Regions from separate parts of the Rattus norvegicus genome. Here region 2 is linked to region 1. Evidence: chromatin contacts called from public Hi-C data. All regions are on one chromosome and are shown on one strand. Each heading gives the region's core, a stretch centred on a gene start, on an enhancer-like site or on the middle of the called end of the contact. The rest is flanking DNA. Distances are from core to core; before and after follow the strand shown. Region 1 holds the start of Nrip1 (nuclear receptor interacting protein 1). Region 2 has its middle 59 kb from the start of Nrip1.

Evidence for each region. Hi-C and Micro-C count contacts between places; a contact is called where the count stands out from the background.
Region 2: a contact with region 1 is called in a Hi-C map of liver, with 3 times the contacts expected there. The contact joins the enhancer-like site here to the promoter of Nrip1 in region 1. A contact is called at or near these places in 2 of 12 Hi-C or Micro-C datasets (liver and mammary epithelial cells).

Annotation. Positions count from the first base shown.
Region 1 is chr11:28,464,909-28,469,015 of GRCr8, forward strand. It overlaps Nrip1 (nuclear receptor interacting protein 1), which reads right to left and starts at 1,504. Exons shown (of 4, transcript NM_001100560.2): 1 at 1,327-1,504.
Region 2 is chr11:28,523,309-28,527,427 of GRCr8, forward strand. No RefSeq gene overlaps it. Among named protein-coding and RNA genes, the nearest start is that of Nrip1, 59 kb to the left of the region's middle. Within about 2 kb of position 1,568, at least 12 of the 93 cell types and tissues checked have an H3K27ac peak or open chromatin away from gene starts, as enhancers often do. A contact at or near this core is called in liver, where this site is marked.

The DNA of each region.
Region 1 (4,107 bases), core at 254-2,753:
GATGCCGCCCACTTGCTAAACCCATGATTCACTAATAAGCGGGTTCAATGTAATTCATAACTCTAAAGAATGAATTACCGAAGTCCCTGCTTTACAAAACCCAAGAGATAGACTACACATCGTTTAAGCATACACACAGACAGACAGACACACAGACACTCCAATCTTGTTTTACTTTTAGACTGTCTCTCTTTCTCTAAAAACACTGTTTTCGCTCAGTGTCACAATCAGTTACAAGAGCAGACAAACTCCAGCCTGGTGCCATCAAAAAAAAAAGAGTTAAAAGTTCTTGCACCTAACAATGTCCGGACTTCCCTCTAACTAAAATGATCCATTAATTTAAAAAAGTAAAGTATTTTAACGTAAAATTACCTAACGTTTCATACTTCGTTTGCGACCGCCAGAATCCAATTAAATTTCTGACATGATGGAAGGTAGAAACTCGTGGAATGCCTCAGAGATCAACATGTGTCAGACTCACTGCCTGTCCGCCTTTTAAACACAGTGGATTCCTTTGTTCCTTCCGTCTGAATATCAACTCCTGATTAAAATTTGGAAACTACTTTGGGAAGGATGGGAGGGTCTAGGGGAATGTTTCCGCGGAAGAGGGTTTCTTCTAGCAACAATAGTAGTAAGGAGGACAGTGGCACCAGAGAGAAGAGCAGTCTCTCAGGACTTCACCAGGCTCACCCGAGTGAACCCCTCTCGGATGCTGGGGGAACTGGGCTGAGGCCTCGGGTGCAAGGGGCCTCGCCCTCCTCGGCAGGCGGGGAGCTCGTGCCCAGCAGGCCGGGCCTGGGGCTCAGCGCTGTCCCTTCTCCGAGTCACTTTTCCCGGCCGGGAATCGGCGAGCACCGCGCAAGGGAGAAACCGGCGATAGGCGGGGAGCTGCGCGGGCGCCACCGCGAGCACCGCTGGGCGGCAGGACCGAGCGGGGCTGCAGCCAGCGCCCGGGGCTCGGGGCCAACGGGGGCAGCCGGGCGGGCGGGCGAGCTCGACCCGGGCCCCGCGATCCGGCCACCCGCGTGGGTCCCGGCGCATTACACCCAGGGCGGCTGCGCCCCTCGCGCCAAGGCTGGCACGGACGAGCCCGCGGCTGGGAACTCCACAACTTGGCGGCTGCGCCGGCCGGGCCCGCGAGTTCCCGGGGAGAGCCGGAGAGGGGCGCGGCGGCGCGCTGTCCCCGGGATCCGTGTCCCTGGAGCCCCCCGCGGGCCTCCCCCGGCCTCCGCCGCCTCCACGGGCCGCGCACCCAGGCCGTGCCCGGGCGGCTCGGCGTCCGCTCAGCGAGCTCCGCACGGAGCCCGGGCCGCGATCGCCACTCACCGAGGCCGCCGCGGCTCCGGGCCGCCGATCCGCGTCGCTCCCTCCTTCCCAGGTTAGCCGTGCCCTGCGGCCGCGCGAGGCCACGGGCGCTGCGCACCGGCGGGCTGGGGCCGGCTCGTCCTCCGCCTGCGCCGCGGTCGCCGTCGCCTCCCGAGTTCGGGGCTCTGCTGCAATGTCTGCGAGGCTGACTTTGAGCGCCTCGCTCGCCGCCCGCCCGCCGCAGCCGCGCTCCTCCCTCCGCCGCCGACTTCGCGGCGGCCGGGTCCCTCCCCTCGCTGCTCCACGCCATTCAGCTCTTCAGCCAAGTTTCTTAACCCTTTTCTGCCCCTCCCTCCCATTGTCACCCGGGCGGAGCGCGCACCCGGCGGCTTGCCGGAGCCCGGGAGCCCACCCGGCGTCTGCAGGCCTTCTCGCCGGTGCTCCGGGTGGGGGTCCGGGTCTGAGCGGCCTTGAAGGCAGAGGGAGGACGCGGTTGAACCGGAGAAGGGGGGTGCTTTGCTCCCCGAGCCGGCGCCCTGGCTTCCCAGCCGCGTCCAGCCAGCCGCCTGGACAGATTCCCCGCTAGGGGCCAGGCGATAGCCCATGTCACCCTTGCGGGGGCAAACGCTGGGGGCACCAAAGGGGAGTCGGGGCGCCTTAACCCTACCCCAGGTTCCCCACCTAAGGGCTGGCACCTTAAATGTCTCCCTTTCTCCCGTTTCAACCCACAAATACGCGTTCTCTTGGAGCCCTTTACCCACCCTCAATTTTCCACCTCCTTGAAATCTGTGTCCCGCTTAAATTCCGGAAGCCACGGCGCTATAACTCTAGGTCATTTTGACCCCATCCTCAGCACCTAGTAGGACCCAGTAATAAATATGGCATGATTGCAAGCGGAAAACTGGGAAGGAGACCTGAGGAGTGCACAGCTCAGCTCCCTAGACGGACGCAGGACCCAGGAACCTGGTTTATCTTCTGCTGCTTTGTCACTGCGAAGTCTCCAGTAGGGTCTGCCCGCCAATCTGCACCACCCCCAGGAAGGATCTGACCCAACAGGACTAGAAGATGGGCTGGCACTTCTTTAAGCAGCTCTGCTGGGTTCAGAGTCTCAATAAATAACAATTACATCACGGAGCCAGGGTGGCAGTGCAGCGAAACCTGGGTTTCCTGCAGCCTGGTCTTGCTGAACCCGCCTCTGAATTTGAGGGGGGCTAACAGATTGGTGAGGCTAGAAAGTGGAGGGAGGAGAGAAAAAGACGAAACCGTGATCTCTTCCTCTCCTTGTGTTTTCTGCTTTAAAATCCTATTCTCTCTACTCCCTTCATATGTTACTTGTGAAGCCTCCTTTTAACGCTCCCCCTACCCCAGATGTCACGTTTGTTTTTGACTCTAGCATCTTGCCATGAAAAGAATCATTTGCAGAAGTTGTTTTCGCTTGACATAAAAAAAAACAAAAACAAAAACAAAAAAAACAAAAAAACCACTCTAAAGTACATCTTTGGTTCACCCTAAACTCTGAAGTGCTATGCCTGTGTTAAAATACTTACTGACTAAGACAATTTTGTGGATGAAGCTGTCTACTCTCATACACACGTTTTCATATTCTTAGGAATTTCGGTAGCCTTCGGAAGCAGTTATTGATGTACACCGAAACCAAAAATTATCCAAGGGACCCCACTGTGTTCTTTACTGTTATATAATAGCTCTATAGCTATTTTTCCGATTTTTCAAATGAGCAGGGTCTGGAGTATGTTCCCAATCTTTAAAGTAAAGGCAATTTTTCAAATTAATTCTTCATAAAGCTATACCCTAGCTCAGTCCTGAGCGCATGCTAGAAGTATTTTTGCTTAATGCTGATAGTACATATTAAAATACTCTCTCTTCTCCTAGAGATTCACCTCTGCAATCTGTTTTCATCTAATGTGTAAATCTCATGTAACAGCATAGCACGTGCATTTCCCACTGTTCAAAATCTGCTTAAAGCAAACTAGTAAAGGCAGCACTTGTCCCAGGCACCATTATCTTTTGGACAGCATATATCCCGGATTGACACAAAGCAAATGATTACAAATTAAATGACCAGAATGATTGTAACTTAGCTCTTCAAATTTTTTTTAATATTATACAAAGACATTCTAAATGTATCTCATTTTATTGGGCCTGGTTGTTGTTGGTTTTGTTTTGAAAACCCAATGTCAGTTTTGTTAAAAGTCATCTTTGTGGTAGATTATAGCAGATTCAACAAATGCGTCCAGTTAGCCACAGTGGTACAAGGCTGTAATCAACTGGGAGGCTGAGACGGGAAGTGGGAAGTTGGAGGTCATCTAGGACTTTTTAGCAAGTTCAAGGACAATGAAGTTCCAAAACCAGACCCAATTTTGTAAAACTAAGATAGGGATGAGGCAAAGAGATAAAGCATACTTGGCTAGTATGTGTAAGGCAATGGGTTCAGGCCCCTGCACACACACACACGCACGCACGCACGCACATATACTGAAGACATTTCAAGCTTCACTTACCAATAGGCAAACATTTTCTTCTCTTCTGATTGGCAGTTTCTTCTCTGGTTCAGATAGCCTGTCGCAATTAATATAAAGTTAAACTAAGTAATAAATTGCATGTAGGAGAGTGAAGCTCCCACAGAGGACCACAGCAACAGACTTGGGGACAAATATTTGAACCTACTCTAACGTTACTTTGTAAAACATTTTTCTCACTTTTAAAAGAAGTTTTAGATCTCCAAGATCGCCCAGTAAGCTAAATCTTGTTCTGCTTGCCAAATATCATTGCTAAAACTCCAAC
Region 2 (4,119 bases), core at 318-2,817, 58 kb after region 1:
GAGAGAGAGAGAGAGAGAGAGAGAGAGAGAAATATAGCATAGTCTTTGGAGTGTTTGCTGATCAGGCATGAAGTCATGAGATCAATCCTCAATGCTGAGTAGACTGGGCTTGGTGGTACATGCATAAAATCCCAGAAATCAGAAGGATCAGAAGTCCAATGTCATCTTCTGACACATAGTAAGTTTTAAGCCAGGCTGTGCAAAAGAAAACAAAACAAAACAAAAAAGAAGTAGTACGATGGGTTGGTCCTGTGTCTTGTATTTCTGTCAAGTAAATATACAAGACTGAAGCACATATAGTAGTTGATCTATTAAATAATTGGGTGGATTCAAAGACATCTTTTGAGCATTCCCTATTTTGCAATCACTGTCTAGGCACTGGGATTCTAATATAATAAACGGGTAGTGACCAGTGCTAACTGTGAGACAGCCAGAGATGAAACATAGGAACAGCAAAACAGCAAAGAGAAAGCCCTTGGGAGGTGGTGGTGGTGGTGGTGGTGGTGGTGGTGGTGGTGGTGGTGGTGGTGGTGGTGTGGTGGTGGTGGTGGTGGTGTGGTGGTGGTGGTGGTGGTGGTGTGGTGGTGGTGTGGTGGTGGTGTGGTGGTGGTGGTGGTGGTGGTGGTGGTGGTGTGGTGGTGGTGGTGTGGTGGTGTGGTGGTGTGGTGGTGTGGTGGTGGTGGTGTGGTGGTGGTGGTGGTGGTGTGGTGGTGTGGTGGTGTGGTGGTGTGGTGGTGGTGGTGGTGTGGTGGTGGTGGTTGTGTGGTGGTGGTGGTGGTGGTGTGGTGGTGGTGGTGTGGTGGTGGTGGTGGTGTGGCGGCGGCAGTGGTGGTGGTGTGGTGGTGTGGTGGTGGTGGTAGTGGTGGTGGTGTGGTGGTGTGGTGGTGGTGGTGTGGTGGTGGTGGTGGTGGTGGTGTGGTGGTGGTGGTGGTGGTGGTGTGGTGGTGGTGTGGTGGTGGTGTGGTGGTGGTGGTGGTGGTGGTGGTGGTGGTGGTGTGGTGGTGGTGGTGTGGTGGTGTGGTGGTGTGGTGGTGTGGTGGTGGTGGTGTGGTGGTGGTGGTGGTGGTGTGGTGGTGTGGTGGTGTGGTGGTGTGGTGGTGGTGGTGGTGTGGTGGTGGTGGTTGTGTGGTGGTGGTGGTGGTGGTGTGGTGGTGGTGGTGTGGTGGTGGTGGTGGTGTGGCGGCGGCAGTGGTGGTGGTGTGGTGGTGTGGTGGTGGTGGTAGTGGTGGTGGTGTGGTGGTGTGGTGGTGGTGGTGATGGTGGTGGTGGTGTGGTGGTGGTGGTGTGGTGGTGGTGGTGGTGGTGTGGCGGCGGCAGTGGTGGTGGTGTGGTGGTGTGGTGGTGGGGGTGATACAGGCTGAGGGGTGTCTAAATCAGATGGAGTGAGATGCCGGCTAAATGAGGAAAGCGGCTCAGAAGCCAAGAAGGGAGAGTTGTGTAATTGGTTATCAGCAGTGTCAAATTCTGTACGTAGGTCAAGGAGCATCACGATGGAGGCTTGCCATTTGGTTTTGGCAGTGAGCGTGTTACTGGAGACCTTGGCAAAGCTAGCTTCTGGGAAGTGGCGTGGGTAGGAGCAGCACTGGATCGGGTTCAGGAGCGTTTTCACGGAGGAACTGAATGCCTCTGGTGCACTCTAGGAGTTGGGAGAGGAAGGGGAGGGAAGCAGTTGTTAGAGGGTGCTTGTATTTCTTGAGGCTGGGGCTATGCGAATCTCAACAGGAACCACAGTAGCGGGTCCCCCCACCCCCACCCACACCCCCGACGGCGCGCCCCACCCCGCCCCCTCCTACTATTTTGTGAAAAACTTAGCTTTCATTAGCAATAAGGAACTACTATTTCCATATGAAGTCCCTTTTGTTGAGCTTGTTTGCTTTCTGCTACCTGGCTGTGAGTCACTGACCCTGCACTCAAGTCAGCAGATTCTATTTGGAGAGTCTTGGAGATGGTGGGGAAAGTTGATGAAAATGTTGACAAAAACATTTACTCTCCCTGTTCGCCGAACACCTGTGTGTACTCGCTTTTCTTTCTGTCTACTGACTGTTAGCCTCAGAGCAGGCAAATCCCACCGTCTGAGCAAAGTACGGGGAAGTTTCGTCTTCTGGAGCTAAATGTTCACGACACACAGGAAGAAGTCATAATACTTTCTATTTTGGTTTCCATTCATCTGAAAAGACTTATAAAGAGAAAAGTAGTTCTGCAAATGCCAGCCTCAATTAAAATGCTAAATACACATTGTAGCTTTACCGCCGCTGCCAGAGGGAATGTGTCCAGCGTGACCAGCCACCTGTTTCCCTTTATAAGAGCTCAAGATGGGCTGCCTCTTCCAAGGTACTCCTCCCTGACACCAAATAGCAGCGTGACGAGGAATCAAAAGTCATCGGCAGCAGAGATCTACTTACCAAGAAATGACACTCAGCAAGGTCATCTCTGGGAGAGGGCATTTTAGCCGTTAAAGTTGACCAAGGCATTGGGGCTTTTCCCGGGCTTAATAAAGCATGGGAGGTGACGTGTAAGGGCTAGAAATGCCGACGTTTCCAGCCTGATCAAACATGTATGCCAAACTGGCTGAGGATGTTGGAGCAGAGAGCAACAGCTCGTGGTCTGTGATGACTTAGCTAGACACAGGGAAGGTCGAGGTCGCAGAACTAGAAACTTAAGAATCAGTTATGTAACAGGTTAAAGTTGCAGTCGGGCGAGAGAGTCATTGTGACCTGGGTTCTAATGATAGCTGGGTCGTTTTCTGTTTTTTTTTTTTTTTTTTTTGTTGTTGTTGTTGTTGTTTTTAACCTATGAGACAAAGTCAGAAGACTTAAGTTCTAAGCTGCAGCCTGCTCGCCTGAGAAACGCAAAGAATACAAGTGCTTAGCTCAGTGGTATTTTAAGGATGAAATGACGGAAGATACAGCTTCTCTTGGAACCAGCGAGACCTTCTATAATGCTTCCTAAGTAACGGCTAAAATTTCCTAGAATTAAGCATCCTCAATTTCTTATTGATCAGAAAAACACAAAACCAAACCAAACCAAACCAAATCATTATCATTCAGCTAAAAATACGACAGCTCATCAGGGCACATGCTGATAATCCCAGAATTTGGAAGGCAGAAGCCGGAGGAGTTAAGGGAAAGCCAACTTGAGCTGCAGGGTGAGAAGCTGTCTCAAAAATCAAACAGACAACAGATAGGAATGACAGAGTATGTGAAAATAAATATAAGAAACAGCTTGTTGTGGAAATCCTACCTTTTTTAAAAAAAATTATATTTTATTTGTTGTGAGTGTGAGCCTAAGGGACACATTTGTCCTACGTAGCCTGTAGAGCTCAGAAGACAACTGACCTGTGTGACCTTGGTTTGCTCCTACAACTGGCTTCTGGAGATTAAACTCAAGTTGCCAAGGTTACACCTTTACCTTCTGAGCCACCTCGACAAGACAACCTAGTGGAATCTCTTTTTAAACAATGCTGATACTCCTAAAAGAAAAATACAGAGAGCATTATAAAATTCAATTTAATCTGAAGAGATTGAAGCAAGAGCATTTTAATTGGCAAATAGAAGCCAGAAAGATAAGCCTAATGTTATAAAAGTTTTACTCACTTCTAAAATTTAATACTATTCTCATTTTATTAATGCGAAATAAAATTGTGTCTATTAAATGTAAAATTAGCTTTATTATATGTATAAAGAGTCTCGTTGTTCTTGTATAAATGAATAGCAATGAAATATTCCCAAGTATCTTCTATAGGGCATATTAGTAACGCTTATATAATAACCATGTCCTCTCCACCTTCCAGATGTTCTCCAAATAACTTGGTGGCATGAACACTTCACTGCATTACAGCTTTAATGGCTCCTAGTTTCTCATTTGATCTGGAGGCCCTCCGGCCGTAGCTTCTGTCAGGAAGAAGACTCCTTCTGCCAGTTCTCAGGCCTCATGGCTAATGGCATCTTGTTCATTTTTAGGGGAAACTTACCGGTTTGAGTTAAACCATTGAATCTTCAAATTAGAACCGAGAAAGAGAAGTCTAAGCATTCTAAGAATAAATAATGTCCTAAGGAATACAAGGCAAGCAGCTAATGCACTTCAAGTCCCTGAACCATTGTAGCCTTCAGGAGAACCGGG